Regions from separate parts of the Zea mays genome. Here region 2 is linked to region 1. A link is a contact called in public Hi-C data. All regions are on one chromosome and are shown on one strand. The core of a region is the stretch at or near the end of the contact, and the rest is flanking DNA. Distances in the headings are between cores, read along the strand shown.

Evidence for each region. A called contact is a pair of places that touch in the nucleus more often than the background predicts.
Region 2: a contact with region 1 is called in a Hi-C map of endosperm, with 3 times the contacts expected there. The contact joins the promoter of LOC100279232 here to the promoter of LOC100281983 in region 1. A contact is called at or near these places in 2 of 25 Hi-C or Micro-C datasets (endosperm and leaf).

Annotation. Positions count from the first base shown.
Region 1 is chr10:101,337,100-101,339,799 of Zm-B73-REFERENCE-NAM-5.0, reverse strand. It overlaps LOC100281983, which reads left to right and starts at 1,263. Exons shown (of 6, transcript NM_001371811.1): 1 at 1,263-2,049; 2 at 2,156-2,333; 3 at 2,438-2,620. The coding sequence starts at 1,778.
Region 2 is chr10:101,695,147-101,697,987 of Zm-B73-REFERENCE-NAM-5.0, reverse strand. LOC100279232 (HR-like lesion-inducing protein-related) reads left to right here and starts at 1,589. Exons shown (of 4, transcript NM_001152254.1): 1 at 1,589-2,841.

The DNA.
Region 1 (2,700 bases), core at 14-2,513:
ATAATGCAAATCGCCTATAAATGAGTGGAGTTCGTTATTAAAAAAAACTTTTAAGTAGCCAAATGTATATTTGTAATCCTTTGTTAAATGATAAAAGGAAAAAAAGAAACATTGTTCAATAAGGTTGAATCATATGTTTTATCTTTACATTATGTTATTTTCATTTTTTTATTATTCATTATTTGTTTTCTATTGACTCTCAATGTTTTCTTCGTTCATTCTATTTCCCCCCTGAAATAGACAGAACGAAGGGTGAGCATGAAACTTAGTTTAGAGGGTGTTTGAATGCACTATAATTAATAGTTAGTTAGCTAAAATGTTAGTCAAATTAGCTAGCTAACTAATAACTAGTTAACTATTAGATAATTTGCTAAAAATAACTAATAGTTGAACTATTAGTTAGACTGTTTGAATGTATTCAACTAATTTTAGTAGCTAATTATTAGCTCTAATAGATTCAAACATCATCTTATTTGTGTTACTCCTAAAGTAATAAGGGGGTGTTTGGTTTCTTGAGAACATATCGGTGCACATGGATATTTAGTGCACATGATGCACGTATTAAACCACCACCACTCATCTTAGATAAAACGTCTCTAGTTGCTTGATATAATTTACTAGGACATCCTGTAACGTAGTGGGGTGTAGTGGTGGAAGTGTTAATTATAAATTAAAATGATCAACCAGAAACGTTAGATATGAGATGTATTGTGATGATTTAATATGTGCACCAAATATGTCCTCTTCTAAAACAAACACTGTCTGGTGTCGGACTATTGAGCACCATCTAATACCGACCAGTGCGAGAACTTCAATTCCTCCGTGCAGTCTGCAGTGGCGGTTGTGATCATAGGTACGGGGTACCTATACATGCCACAGTACTACGTAGGACGTGGATGCCCGCACGCGGCTGTGGCCACCGTATCTCCACGCCGCGCTCGTGCCCAGCCGTCACGCGCTCCGCCGGTCCGGGGTCATCCGTGTGGAACCATCGCTTTCCCTGACCACTCCACTCCGGCTCCGGCAGCAAGGAAAACGAGCGAGTGGAGCTGACGAAACCGAGCCGCGGACGGAGAGGAGCCCGGACCAGTGACCTCCGTCCACCGCAGAAAAAACACGAGGACCTCGCGCCTCCGCCCGCAGCCACAGTCCAGCAGCTCCAGGCCCGCCTGAGTACCTGACCAGAGAGAGCTATATCTACTTCGCCCGCGCCCGCGGATCCCCTCGCCTCGCGATCGCCACCACAGACCACACCAACAATCCCCTCCCTTCTCCCCGGGGCCGGGCTTGTCTTCTTCCTCCCGATTCGTTTTCTTTTTCTTTTCTTCCGCTGCTGCAAAATCTCGCGCTGGCGCGGCCCGAGGCCAGAGGACTCCGATCCTTATCCCTCACGCATCTCCCGCCTCGCCTCCGCCACACGTTCCGCGCCTCTACAGCTCTCGACCTCGTCTGGATTTTTTTCCCCGACCCGATTTTCGCATCAGCTCCTTCTGCCCACCGGGCTCGTCTCCTCCCCTGGTTTCTTTTTCGTCACTTGTCACCGCTAGTTCCTTTAGAGAAGGTGTACCCCCATTATTCCATTAGCGGCCTCACTGACGAGAGAGATTTTGGCGTGACTATCCAGAGTCTCCAATCTTTTACACCCAAAACTCTTCTCAGCTACCGGTGCGGCATATCGCCCCTGTCGGCGGCGAACATTTGAGTTCTCGCGACGTGTCTCGAGGATTCTGTGGTGGAAGATCGGATCTTTTGCTGCGGATTCCAGTTGCCAACCAAGATGTCGGCTCTCCTCGATCTACTGATGGGGATCTTTCGCCAGCAGACCCTCGGCGGCGCCGCCCTGGAGCTCGCCGCGCTGGCGGCGCCGCTCTCGCTCGCCGCGCTCGTCGGCCTTCTCATCGGGTGGGCGTGGCGCCCGAGGTGGGCGGGGGTCGTCACGGTCGACAACGCCCAACAGATGGCGCAGCTCCCCGCGGCGGCGCCTCCTCCGGACCGCGCCACCGCCACCGCGGTGGTCTCTCGCAACGAGGCGGCCGCCGTCGTACCGAGGTGAGGCGTCCGTCCGTCCGTCCGTTCGTTCGCTCGCTGGATGCGCGACCTCTTGTGATTGTACCCTGAATTGTCTGTAAAGGATTTGCTGCGCCGGTGTCTGCAGAACTGTGGTGGCTCATGCGGCGGCCGAGGACGAGCAGCAGCAGCTGGCGGTCAACACCGGTGACTTGCTGCACCTCTGGCGGCTCGTCGACGAGAAGGACGGTGGCCCGTCGTGGATTCACATGATGGACCGCACCTTACCAACCATGAGGTACCAAGCCTGGCGGAGAGACCCACCGGTATGCAGCAGCAAGTCTTTTCTTCATCCCACTGTTAAATGGCTAGAGAGAACTCGTCGAATTGATTTATTTATTTGTGTGTGTGTGTGTTTGTTTCATTCCAGAGTGGTCCACCACAGTACCGCAGCAGCACAATCTTCGAGGACGCGTCACCGGAGGTTGTGAGAGATTTCTTCTGGGACGATGAGTTCCGGATGAAGAACAGCTGGGACGACATGCTTCTTCAGCACGAGACGCTGGAGGAGTGCACCGAGACTGGAACCATGGTGGTCCGGTGGGTCAGGAAGGTGAGCCGTTCTGCATCCACACATCTCTGCTGGTGATTATTGAGCTCAAACCATGGCGCAGGCTGCTTATATAAACCGAC
Region 2 (2,841 bases), core at 340-2,839, 360 kb before region 1:
GTGCACAGAATGATTTGTACTACACTAGATCTCTCTGCTCTACTATATCAGTGCATCGCACATTCGCATCCCTGAACTAGTTTCCGTGTACACCTGCATCTTTATGTACTCCAGGTATCACAATGATACGAGTTTTACCATTAGTCGTAGGTGTATACTGCGTACAAATGAAAAAGTTTGTGCAGTCATACTCGATTTTGAGGACAACCAAATGTATATCATATGTGTGCCAGGATTTGTATTTACACATATGTTGACGTTGTATAATGTATGTGTCAGGATTCCTTTTCACATACATGTTGACGGACATCAGTGTATATATCAAAATATATTGTTCAAAACGTAAACATAATATTATATAACATTTACTACACTCCAATAAAATAGACTCGAAGGTCTTTAACCTTTCAACATACTTAAACAAAAACTGTAACGACAAAATTCCCATAGGCACTTGACTGTTGAACACAAGCCTTAGAACTCTTCAAACTTATCGAAGAACTCCACTACATCAAAAGCTTCTAAACAACATATTAGGTAAATGTAAGTACACTTTGGTAAGTAATTGGGAGAAAAAATAAGGCTTTCAAAGAGAGTCTGATTGGTCTATAGCGGTTAGCATTTTAGTTGATCACTTGATCATATTTTATTAGCATTCATCTAATTATTGGATATAAGTATATATATCAACCCACTTAAGCATAAAAGAATTAACCAACACTTGTGACTTATCTCAAAACCAAGAAAACCCAATTTAGTTCCATCTTTTAGTTTAGTTATCATGTGAGGTTATATACTGCTCTTAACCATCAGTACTAGTGTACGACTGATATGTTAGTTTTACACTCTGTAGAGGTAGTTCACTTTTACCATAAATTGTGTCTCCCTTGTAGTCTGGGATTGGAAAGCCCTTAAATATTGTCGAGGTGAATGACTAGGGATTCATTATGAGGTTTTCACCAAGATTTACTTAATACAAAATAATCTGTTAAGGTTTCAAGTCATGGTGGAGCACAAATCCTCCTTAAAGGGCGCAGTATACTACCCAAAGAGAACCGATATATACCCCATCAATCCTACCCGTCTTGCCCTTTTCAGGTAAGATTATCAAGCACTAAGTTTATCAAGTTAATAGCCAAAATCAGAGCCATGTGACAATTATGGTTGCATTGTTTTCTCGAGTAGTTCTCCATGTTTCAATTATTATCTATGATCTTGTGATTATCAAAAGCATACCAAAAAATATATTTGCCATTGTTTGTTATAAACCACAAAGAACTAAATTATAAAAACTAATATATCTATTCAACTTTGAAAGATAAACCTAGGTTGACAAGGTAGGACCCATCAAGGCATCAATTGTGTAATACAATACAAAAGTAAAGTGTATTACTATGCTAAGTTTATCAAGTTAATAGCCAAAATCAGAGCCATGTGACAATTATGGTTGCATCGTTTTCTCGAGTAGTTCTCCGTGTTTCAATTATTATATATGATCTTGTGATTATCAAAAGCATACCAAAAAATATATTTGTCATTGTTTGTTATAAACCACAAAGAACTAAATTATAAAAACTAATATATCTATTCAACTTTAAAAGATAAACCTAGGTTGACAAGGTAGGACCCATCAAGGCATCAATTGTGTAATACAATACAAAAGTAAAGTGTATTACTATGCTATTCTTGGTTGAAAAGAATATGCATGGGTAAATCCACTTGCCTTTTCCGTAAATCTGTTGTGGTTCTGCTGAGCTTGTAAATTCTGTATGGAGGCGATGAGATTCTGCAGTAACTGCATTTGGGTTGCTATGAACTGTTCCATTTTCGGATTTAGTGGTGGAGGTGGTAATTCAGTACGTCTTTGATTCAAAAATATTCTGTCGTACTCCGGTCCTACCTTCTGGTTTATTAGAGAGGTGGAGTTTCAGACAAGAAAGGGGAACTTGATAAAGCTAATAAAATAGATAAGTGGGACAAGCTTTGAACTTAACTAGACTTTAACTTATTTATCTAATGATGCATTTGTGGCCATCACTTCACAAAACATCACAATCATTACAATGGCTCAAATCAAACATTTGTTAACTCAAAAGCATTACATTGCACGTCCTCACAAGAACGGTTCTAGTCGAAACATCCGATTAAGATAACCAATCCTAAGAGCCTGGTCTAGAAGACTGGTGATGGAACAAAGTGATCCATAAAGGAGCTTCTTACAAAGTGGTGATATGGCAGGGCAGGAAACATCATCCGTAACCTTCCGTGGATCCTGTCCAGCGAGCTGAGCCTCTAGCTGAGCAACCTGGCATGAGCATCCTGTAGCTCTCCATGGGTCTTTGCTAGCTCTGAGGTGGCGCCGTCGAGGTCGGTGTTGAGGGCAGCAACTACTCGGGTGAGAGTGTTGATGCGATCCTCTCTAGCTTCTCCCAATAAGATGGCACTGTTTGTAATTTTTGTTGCCTCATTGGGACAGCAGCTAGCACTGTTGGTGCAAAATCCTTGATTGAGCAACCCAATAACTACTTGTCACACCAAAATAAAGTAGAATGCCATTGCTGACCATTGATTCCATAGCTATATTGAACAAAGCCAGGGCTTTAGAATTAGTTGGGATTTCAAGACCTGTCCATGGCCGATTATGGTCAGTTTCTGGAGCCATAACCAGCAAATCTGCAGTGCCCAACTCATAACTTCAACCGCTGTTCATATCATCCTATCCAATAAAAACACAATCCTTAACTTCGGTTGCATGGTTATGGTCTTATCATTAACGCGTTATGCATTCTCTCCTTTTGGCTTGTGCTTTTGGTGAAGATCCATTTTTTATTGTAAAACTGA